Linked DNA regions of Sus scrofa: region 1 is linked to region 2. The links are chromatin contacts, called in public Hi-C maps. All regions are on one chromosome and are shown on one strand. The core of a region is the stretch at or near the end of the contact, and the rest is flanking DNA. Distances in the headings are between cores, read along the strand shown. Region 1 has its middle 210 kb from the start of RPLP1. Region 2 has its middle 9.5 kb from the start of RPLP1.

Region 1 (4,681 bases), core at 893-3,392, 200 kb after region 2:
GACAAGGATGCCTATAACAGATACAGCAGCACAAGATTAAAGCACCCGGGTGGACAGGTCTTGGCATCTGTGGGGAAGGTTGCCAGCAGATAAAGGTTGGGGTTACAGGCTGATTTTAGAGGATCCTCCTTTGCACATTTTAAAAACATGGCCTCTTCTTGATTCTTACGAAAATTAAGCAAGTCAGTGTGTGCAAAAGTACTTTGTAAATAGTAGCACAAGAACAGAAGCGAGTTGTGGCATAAAGAATTTGATGAGAAAATGCCCGCTGATTTTCTACTCCGGCCCCAGCCCCTCTGTTCAAAGCTGTAGGGGAATCAAGTGGGGTTAAGTCTTGGGCTTTCTCAAAGTGAAAGGCTTTACAAACAGCATCCTTCCCTCCCTCTTCCTTCCAACATGCTTTTGTGATGCGCCTAGTATCAGCCACGTGCCGGCAAGGAGTTGAATGACATAGCGATCACCGTCTACTAGGGAGAGACAGGAGCAAAGGAGAGGGTATGAAGCCTAGCCTGGTGGCCAGGGACTGTCACCAAGAGGCAGCTGGCTTCCGTGGGCACGAGGCCGGCGACAGTGCAACAAGCACAGGGAGGCTTCTAGAAAGCTCCAGATCGAGAGGGATGTGGAGGCGGATCTTGAGGAAGGAGCCCGATGAGGAACAGAATCCTCTTGGGGGAACCAGGCAGAAGGAAGAGTGTGCCCAGAGGCGTGGAACCTGTGACTCGCAGCTGCGAACCATGGAGCCCCAAGCCAAGTGTTGGTCCCAGGGTGCGGATCGGCAGTTTGGGAGCTCAGAAGCATTGATGGCCCCAAAGGGAACACACGTGTTGAAATGAACTCCTCAGGGTGACACTGGGGGCCAAGGCTGAGTTGCCCTGTTAAGTAGGGGGTGTAGTGGGAAAAGCACAGGTAGGTCTTAAAGCAGATGGTCCTGGCTTCTAATTCATACCGTGGTACTTGCTACTCCATGACCTTGGTCACCACAAACCCCTCTGAGCCGCAGCTTTATCATGTCTAAACTAGGGACAGGTGACCTGAGCATTACCTTGGAAATCCATGTCCTTGGTTTGCATGGGCGGAGGGATAGAGACCAATTTACCTTGAACACGGCCCTGGGGAGATCCGGAGCATAAGTTATCATCTCAGCCTTTGCAGAGCCCATGGTGTCTCTTCTTGAAAGACAAGAAAGCAGCCAGTTACAGCATGGTCTGAGTTTCAGTGGGCTAAGCAGGGCCAGGAGATAAGGGAACCCAAGGGAAGACATCTTAGCCTGGCCTGGGAAGTCAGTGTTCCTGGAAGCAATGAGTGTGGAACTGGGGGCATTCCTGAAAGTCCAGGCAAAGTTAGCAAGGCAAGGAAGGAAGGAAGCAAAGGGAATTCCAGGCAGAGGGATCAGAATGGGCAGAGGACTGGAGGTAGAGGCCAACTAAGACACAACATGAGAAATGGGGGGCGATGAGCCTGTGGAAGGTAGGCAATGGACTTGAACGCTGTGTCACGGAGCTTGGACTTTATCCTGTATGCAGCAGAGAGTATTTAAGAACGAGAAACACAAGGGAAAGAATGGATCAGGCTCTGCCACGGGTGAGGTCACTGTGAGTGGGCCAAGGGGAGGCAGGTGGCAGAAGCCCTAGATGCCAATGTGGCTGAGGTGGAGCCCCTTGTATGGCAAGTCCAGAGCACCACTGAGGTTCCAGGGACAGAGTGAACAGTCTCCCTCTCCCCCCTCCTTCCCCCCATGCCCCCGCCCCAGCCCTCCCTTGCTCCACAGAGGACAGGGCATGGGGGCCCTGAAGGCTCCCCTGCAGGGTGGGGTCTCCAGAGCAGCCCTCTGTGGGGACGATGGCTTCCTCCAGCCCTGGTGGGCTAGCCAGGGCCCCTTGGCTGCAAAGGACAGCTGTTTGTTCAAGCAAATGATGACCCTGTGGGAAGGACATGGCTGAATTTCACAAAAACCCAAGGGTGAAAATTTCAGCCCCACCTCTGAGGAACTAGAATCAGGAACTACAAAGTCATGCCTGTCCTCCACCCCCGACCCCCAGCTTTTCTTCCTCTTTTTTTCTCTCCATTTCTGGCAGGCTCCCTTGGTTAGGGGAGCTCACAGCTGCCCCGCCTCCTGCTTCCCACAGCCCAGTGTCCCACAGAAGCCAAGCAGAGACTCTCAGCCTAATCTCCCAGCAGAGCATCTGCTTGGCTGAGCCCAGGCAGCAGACTGGGGCCTTGGGCAGGACCCCCACGTGCCTATCAGCCCGGTAGCTGCAAAAGGGGGTGTCCTGGACAGCACGGCTCCCGTGTGGGTGTGTTGGGAAATGCGCTTAAGGGAGGTGTGCTGGCACTAGACAAACCCCCAAAGGTTGTCTGTTCCCATAGACCTTTCCCTGGGGGAATTGGGTCAAAGGGCATTTGGGGCAGGCCCCCCTCAAGATGCACAGTAGCCAGAATCCACAGGGATCTCCATTTACCTCTTCAGAAAGGGAGTCAGAGACAGTGAAGGTAACACCCGGAAAGACTTTGCATTTGTTACAGAAATCTGTAAACTTAGTCTGGGGGGAACTGGTCTTTGGGGTGGAGGGCTGGGTCTCTCGGCTGCAGGCCTAAAGTGCAGGTCCAGAGCCCAGGGATGCAGGGGTGATGGCAGCTCCTGGACGAAGCTTAGCAGCCTGGGCTGGGGACTAAGCAGGGAGAAGCCCATGTTCAGGCCCCCAGCAGCCTGGAGCTGAGAGGGGGCCCAGGGCTTCTGAAGGGGCCCGTGGCATGGTTTTGTTTCAGATTCCCCTTGGCTTCACACTGCACCAGCTTGAGGGACCAGAATTCATTTGGTTGTTTTTCCAAACCTGTAATGCTTTCCCCTTTTCCTTCTCACATGTTGCCAGAAGCTGGGCTTCCTGGGGATCCTCGTAAACCCAGGAGGCTCTGAAATCATCTTCATGTAGCACAGTTTCCCTGAATAGCAAGGGAGGCTGGCTGTAGCTGATGGAGCAGGAAACTGCATGAGCTGCTGGGGCCTGAACGTGGGCTCCCATCCCTGTGCTGGCTGCCCGCCTCCCAGGAGCGAGGCTGTCACAAATCCTCCTGGTTCAACTCTGGCCACCAGGCAATTTAATTAAGCTTGCCAAGTGTCAATTTTCTCATCTGTGAAATGGGACTAAAGCTAGCCCAAAGAGAGGTTGTGGCCCTCAGGATCTGATGGGGCTCCCAGAGAAAGCTTTCGCCATGATGTCCGGCTAGACTCAGTGCTGTTCATAGTTTCAGTTATTACTGTCCCTGCTTTGGGATATACAGCAGGACCTCAGCCCAGGTCCCTTGTAGTTTATGTGTTGGTTTTCAGTAGACAAGTATAATGCATTTGATGTGCTGGTCAGCCCTACCTCCCCAGGGTTTTCTGAACTCCCACAAAGTGTTGCCACCTCTGGGAATTCACTTAGGCTCTTTCCTCCTCTATAAACACTCCTTGGGAGGGCAGCCTGGCCAAGACCTCAAGATCGCCTGGGTGCAGCTCAGATCTGCCCTTCTTCATCACAGTGTGCTGTGGACCTGGGAGGGAATTTACCTCTCCCTCCCCTACTCCTCAGGCTTGGAATCTCAGTGACCTCTGTTAGAGAGGGGCAGCATCCTGCAGTGTGTGACAATGCCTCTTGGAGGTGCCAGTTCCATTCACAACTCTACCTGGGTGACTTGGGCTTGTCTGTGCCTCAGTTTCCCTAGGTATCAGATGGAGGGAAGACAAATAGTACTTTCCTCATAGGGCTGCGGTGAGAAGTTCATACATATGACACTGCAGACACTACCACTTGGCGCCTATTGGCTATTTCTATAGCATCATCTTCAAAAATGAATTGTAATGGCCGTATCGTCTTCTACTGTGTGAGTAGATCATAATTTATCTAGCCAACCCCTGTTGTGGGGCATTTAGGCTGTTTCCAATCTTTCACTCTTATAAATAATTCTGCAGTGAACATCTTGCATATAAATCTTTCTGTTTGTCTAGTGACTGCTTCCTTAGAACTCCTCCAATCTTGCTTGTCTTAGAACAAAGTCGTGTCCCCCCAGACTTTTCAGGGATGCCCTTTGAAATAAAAGTAAAGCCTATTCGCCTTCAGAGAAAGAAACACATGGAATGTATTAACCAAGAACTGGTTCAGGAGGAAGGTAGAAATCGGTTCAAGATGGGTTTGGATCCATTTCAGGATGTCTGACACAGAGTCCATTATAAAGCTCCCCTCGAGCCCCCTTCCCAGAGGAGAGGCAGAGTCTTGATCCTCAGGGACCACCGCTTGCTTTCTTTGAGGCAATTCCTAGGGGCTTTGATGTTCTTGGAATTGGAGAAGCAACATGACAGATCAATAAATGAAGCCAGAGTTTGTGAAAAATGCAGGACTCCTCCAGCCAGTAGGGGGCAATATCGCCCATCTCGGCCAGTCTGTTGGGGCTCGGTGGATTTCTTGCTAACAAGGACTCCCTTTGTTGTCTTAAAATTTTGGCTTACATTTTCTATATTTCCCCCTGCCTGTTCTCCCTTTCCTCCTACCTTTGTTCTTTTCAGATTCCCTTTAGGTTCCCATCTATTCGTCCATTCTTTCAGAAGTCTCTTGCATACTGCCCCATGGCCAGACATCAAGATTGTTAGACTCCTAAGATACACTTGGCTTTGGAAGCTCCACCCCACCCATATCAAACACACTGA
Region 2 (4,007 bases), core at 1,101-3,600:
TCTGGGTCTCAGTTTTCTAACCTCTTTGGCCCCTCATATGCATGATGGGGCTAATGGTGATACCTCCCTCACAGAGTTCTTGTAGGATTAATTGAGATGGTACATGTAAAACACTTAGCAATGTTCCTGTTCAAAAAAATGCTAGTATTTCTTTGTTCTCTCAGATAATGGGTTGACAATTAAAATTTTAAAAAGAGCATCTGAGAAGTAATTCTTAGTATTGGAAGGACTGCTTTATTTTTACACCCTCTAAATAGTTATGGAAACGGTCACATATTGGATTTTCAGGATGAATGGAATTAGTAGACTTGTAGAATTGCATTCTTGCTGCTGGATGGCTTTATTTTTGTTATTTCCGTTTTGTTTTGTTGGTGGCTCAGTGCTGCCCCTGAGTGGACAATAATAGGAATAGTTTGACTCTTAGGAGGAGAGCAAGGGGTGAGGCAGGCAGATAGGGATGGCCAGCTGTTGGCCCTGGGGTGAGCAAGTCAGTCCACACTTTTTTTTTTTTTTTTTTTTGCTTTTTAGAGCCATATCTGCAGCATATGGAGGTTCCCAGGCTAGGGGTCTAATTGGAACTGCAGCTGTCGGCCTACACCAGAGCCACACCAACACCAGATTCAAACTATGTCTGTGACCTACACCACAGCCACAGCAACACAGGATCCGAGCCGCATCTGTGACCCACACCACAGAACAATGCTGGATCCTTAACCCACTAAGCGAGGCCATGGATCAAACCTGCATCCTCATGGATACCAGTCAAGTTTGTTACCGCTGAGCTACAATGGAACTACAGTCCACACGTTTGAAATAAAAGTCATGTTTATGTGCCCAGTAGTGACCCAGTCAAGAGGAAACCAAGTACGTTTTCATATGGTCTTGCTTCCTGTGTAATTTATTTAGCACATTTGACTTTTCCTTTTTTTTTTTTTTTTTTTTTTTTCTTTTTTGGCTGCACCCGAGGCAAATGGAATTCCTGGGCCAGAGCTCAGATCTGAGCTGCTGCCGTGGTAACCTTTAACCCACTGTGCCAGGCCAGGGGTCGTACCTGTGTTCTGGGGTTCCAGAGACAGACACTGCTGATCACATTATGCCATAGTGGGAACTCCCTGACTTCTCCTCTTAATCTGATCAAGTTCATTTCTTGTCTAAAAACAGAGAAGAATATTACTGGGCTGCTGGGCAATGTGGTGTTACCCTTGGCTTTCCTCCAAGGTTGCTGGAAGAAACAGCCACATGAAAACCACTTCTGCTTTTGCCATAAAAATTGTGAAGGCTGTTGTGTTGTTACTGTCTCCTAAATAAGGTCTTAGGTGAAAAATTCTTTTAAATTTAGGACCAGGAGAAAACTGGTGTCCTCCAGGGAGTTGGTAACCATGCCTCCTTTATAATAACAAGAGCTCTGTGACTTATCATGCTCGCCTCTCTGCCTTAGCTGCGGAGAAACAGCACCAGGCTTGATGCCCAATCTCTGCTATTAAATTGATCTAAATGGATAATAGATGTGCTTCCTCATCCTTTTCTTGGTACTGATTAAAAAAATTTTTTTCTGTGGCTCTTATAATGACTTCACTGCATACTTGTACTTTGATCTATGCTCTCGTACTCTTTCAAGAAAGAGGAAAGGAATCCATAAATTAAACAAAAAGTGGAATGTTTCAAGGTGTGTGTGTGTGTGTGTGTGTGTGTGTGTGTGTAAAGATGATTTTAAGTCAATGGTGGCACTTGGGCTTTTCAGCCTAACAAGTTTATGAGTCACAGATTTCAGACCCCAATTTTTTTTTTTTTTAACTTGGGAAAATGAGTAGCTCATGTAAATAAGGCCATCAAGGAAGTTGTGAGGTGTGGGCAAAGGACCAGAAGCTATTAAGGTTTGTTTCCTTAGCCACTACCACTAAGGATAATATTGAGTCAATGTTACCATTTGGAGACGGAAAGTTGGTCACCTATTTGGACCAAAAATATTTCCCCACTGCCGTCTTCGCTAGGGCTTCACTTCCTTGACGTTGTCTTTAAATATAAAAATTGTCCTGGGAAAGTTAAAGACATCCATTCCTTGACACCTCAGAGCAAATGAGATGGACCCTCAGATTCTCCTTTCTGAGGGTTTTTGCAGAGTCTGGCTTTTGCCTCCTCACTAAGAGAGTTGGTTCCTTGGGGGCTGTTAGGTGAGAGGTCCGGTTCTGCTTTAGCTGGTTGTGTGACAGTAAGTCCTGTGACCCCTCTGGGCCCCCTACCCCATGCCCCTTCTGGCCTGCAGGGCTTGCAAAGTCGCTTCTCCTTCACACGCAGCCAATCCCAGCCCCCTCCCAGGGCACCTCCAGGCTGAGCCGGTGGAGTTATTGCCTTCCACCCTCCCGCACACCTCAGCTCCTGGCTCTGTGTACTCTCAAGTAAAGCCTTCCTTCTGTTTACTCAGCAAAGATTCTTTTAAGACAGGCTAAGCACACGGTTTACTCTGCTAACAAGGCTTGCCATTTACCGTGAGGACCTGTGTTGACTTATTCTTGAGTCTCCATTGACATTCACTGGGAAACGTTAACGCAAACACGAGGAGACAACCTGGGAGCTCTAGGCCTGCCAAAGTGCTCTGGAAAGGGCCAGCCTTTTCTGTTTTGGTTAGAACCACCTATTTTAGAGTTAAAATAACAATCATTGACTGCACCACGAGAGTCTCATGATCTCCTTTTCATTTTTTTTTTTTTTTGGTCTTTTTGTTTTTTGGGGCTGCACCCTCAGCATATGGAGGTTCCCAGGCGAGGGGTCTAATCAGAGCTGGAGTCACCAGCCTACACCACAGCCACAGCAATGCAGGATCTGAGCTGTGTCTGCGACCTACACCACAGCTCATGGCAATGCTGGATCCTTAACCCACTAAGCGAGGGCAGGGATCGATCCCCCGTCCTCATGGATGCTAGTCAGGTTCGATAGATAACCTCTGAACCATGACGGGAAGTCCTTCTTTTGGTTTTTAGATTCAGTATCTGGCTGCTTTGGCCGAGGGTTCTAAAAAGCTTGCCATGTTAGTTCTGGATGAGACTGTGTCTGTGCCAGCATCCTCTGGGGACCTGTAGGTTGGGGACCTTGGCACAGCTGCAAAGAACCTGGGCGGGGGCTTCAAGGACAGCTCGGCCCCTAGGTGGCCCTGTGATCTTGGGACAGTTGTTTCTTCTCTCTGGCTCTTGGTTTTCTCATCCCTCAGGTGGAGGGAAGTGGTTTTCTTGCTTATCTCCCCAGCTAGACTGGGCCCCCGGGCCTGAGCACAGGTCCTAAGAGCACTCAAAAATGTTTGTTGACTAAACAGATGAATAAGCCACGCCAGCTGACTTGCTCTTGTGCCTGAATCCTCCCCAAAGATGAGCCTGGCCTTGAGTCACCGTCTGACAAGATCTGTTAATGGGGTCATTGCAGACAACTGCAAACCTTCAATGTCTGAATCAGCCATTGCAGGTGCCAAGGGGTTTCACTTGCCTCTGCCTCCCACCTCCACCCCACCCCCCTCCCTGGGCTCCCCATCCAAGCTGATGCTTGTAAAGGAAACATCTTTTCAAGTGAGGGGACTGTGGATTTGGTTTCTTTGTTGCCTGGAAACTGTTGACATCCCAAGACATTCTGTTGCCTTCGCTGGGTAATGAAAAATTGATGACTTTTTTCTCTGTCAACAAACTCACAGCCTGTTCACCTTGGCTGGGGATGGGTGGGAAGCTTGCTCCTTGCTCCGCAGCTGTTTGCGTTCTTTCAAGCTGTTGGGTTTGCTTTACTTAGGGGTGGGGGTGGAACCAGAGACAATGGGCCCCGTCGAGGGCCGGCTGTGTGCAGGCGGCCAACACGAACATAGAGAGGGCTGGTTTTACTTCCCTCAAGTGCTCTTTCTGTTCTGCCAAGTGCCTTCCGCAGCTGATCCGCAGCAACTCTCTTTTCCAAGGAATATTCTGGGCACACCCTGCCCAGAGAACTTCCCTGGCCTTTCCAGCCCTGGATCCTCCTTGCCCTGGGGGCATCCT

What was found. Hi-C and Micro-C count contacts between places; a contact is called where the count stands out from the background.
Region 1: a Hi-C map of retroperitoneal adipose tissue shows a contact between it and region 2, with 2.0 times the contacts expected there. The contact joins two enhancer-like sites. A contact is called at or near these places in 1 of 5 promoter capture datasets (liver) and 8 of 47 Hi-C or Micro-C datasets (alveolar macrophages, embryonic fibroblasts, epiblast stem cells and 5 more).

Annotation. Positions count from the first base shown.
Region 1 is chr1:167,504,854-167,509,534 of Sscrofa11.1, forward strand. No RefSeq gene overlaps it. Among named protein-coding and RNA genes, the nearest start is that of RPLP1, 210 kb to the left of the region's middle. Within about 2 kb of position 2,143, at least 8 of the 83 cell types and tissues checked have an H3K27ac peak or open chromatin away from gene starts, as enhancers often do. A contact at or near this core is called in alveolar macrophages and retroperitoneal adipose tissue, where this site is marked.
Region 2 is chr1:167,303,546-167,307,552 of Sscrofa11.1, forward strand. No RefSeq gene overlaps it. Among named protein-coding and RNA genes, the nearest start is that of RPLP1, 9.5 kb to the left of the region's middle. Within about 2 kb of position 2,351, at least 26 of the 83 cell types and tissues checked have an H3K27ac peak or open chromatin away from gene starts, as enhancers often do. A contact at or near this core is called in alveolar macrophages and retroperitoneal adipose tissue, where this site is marked.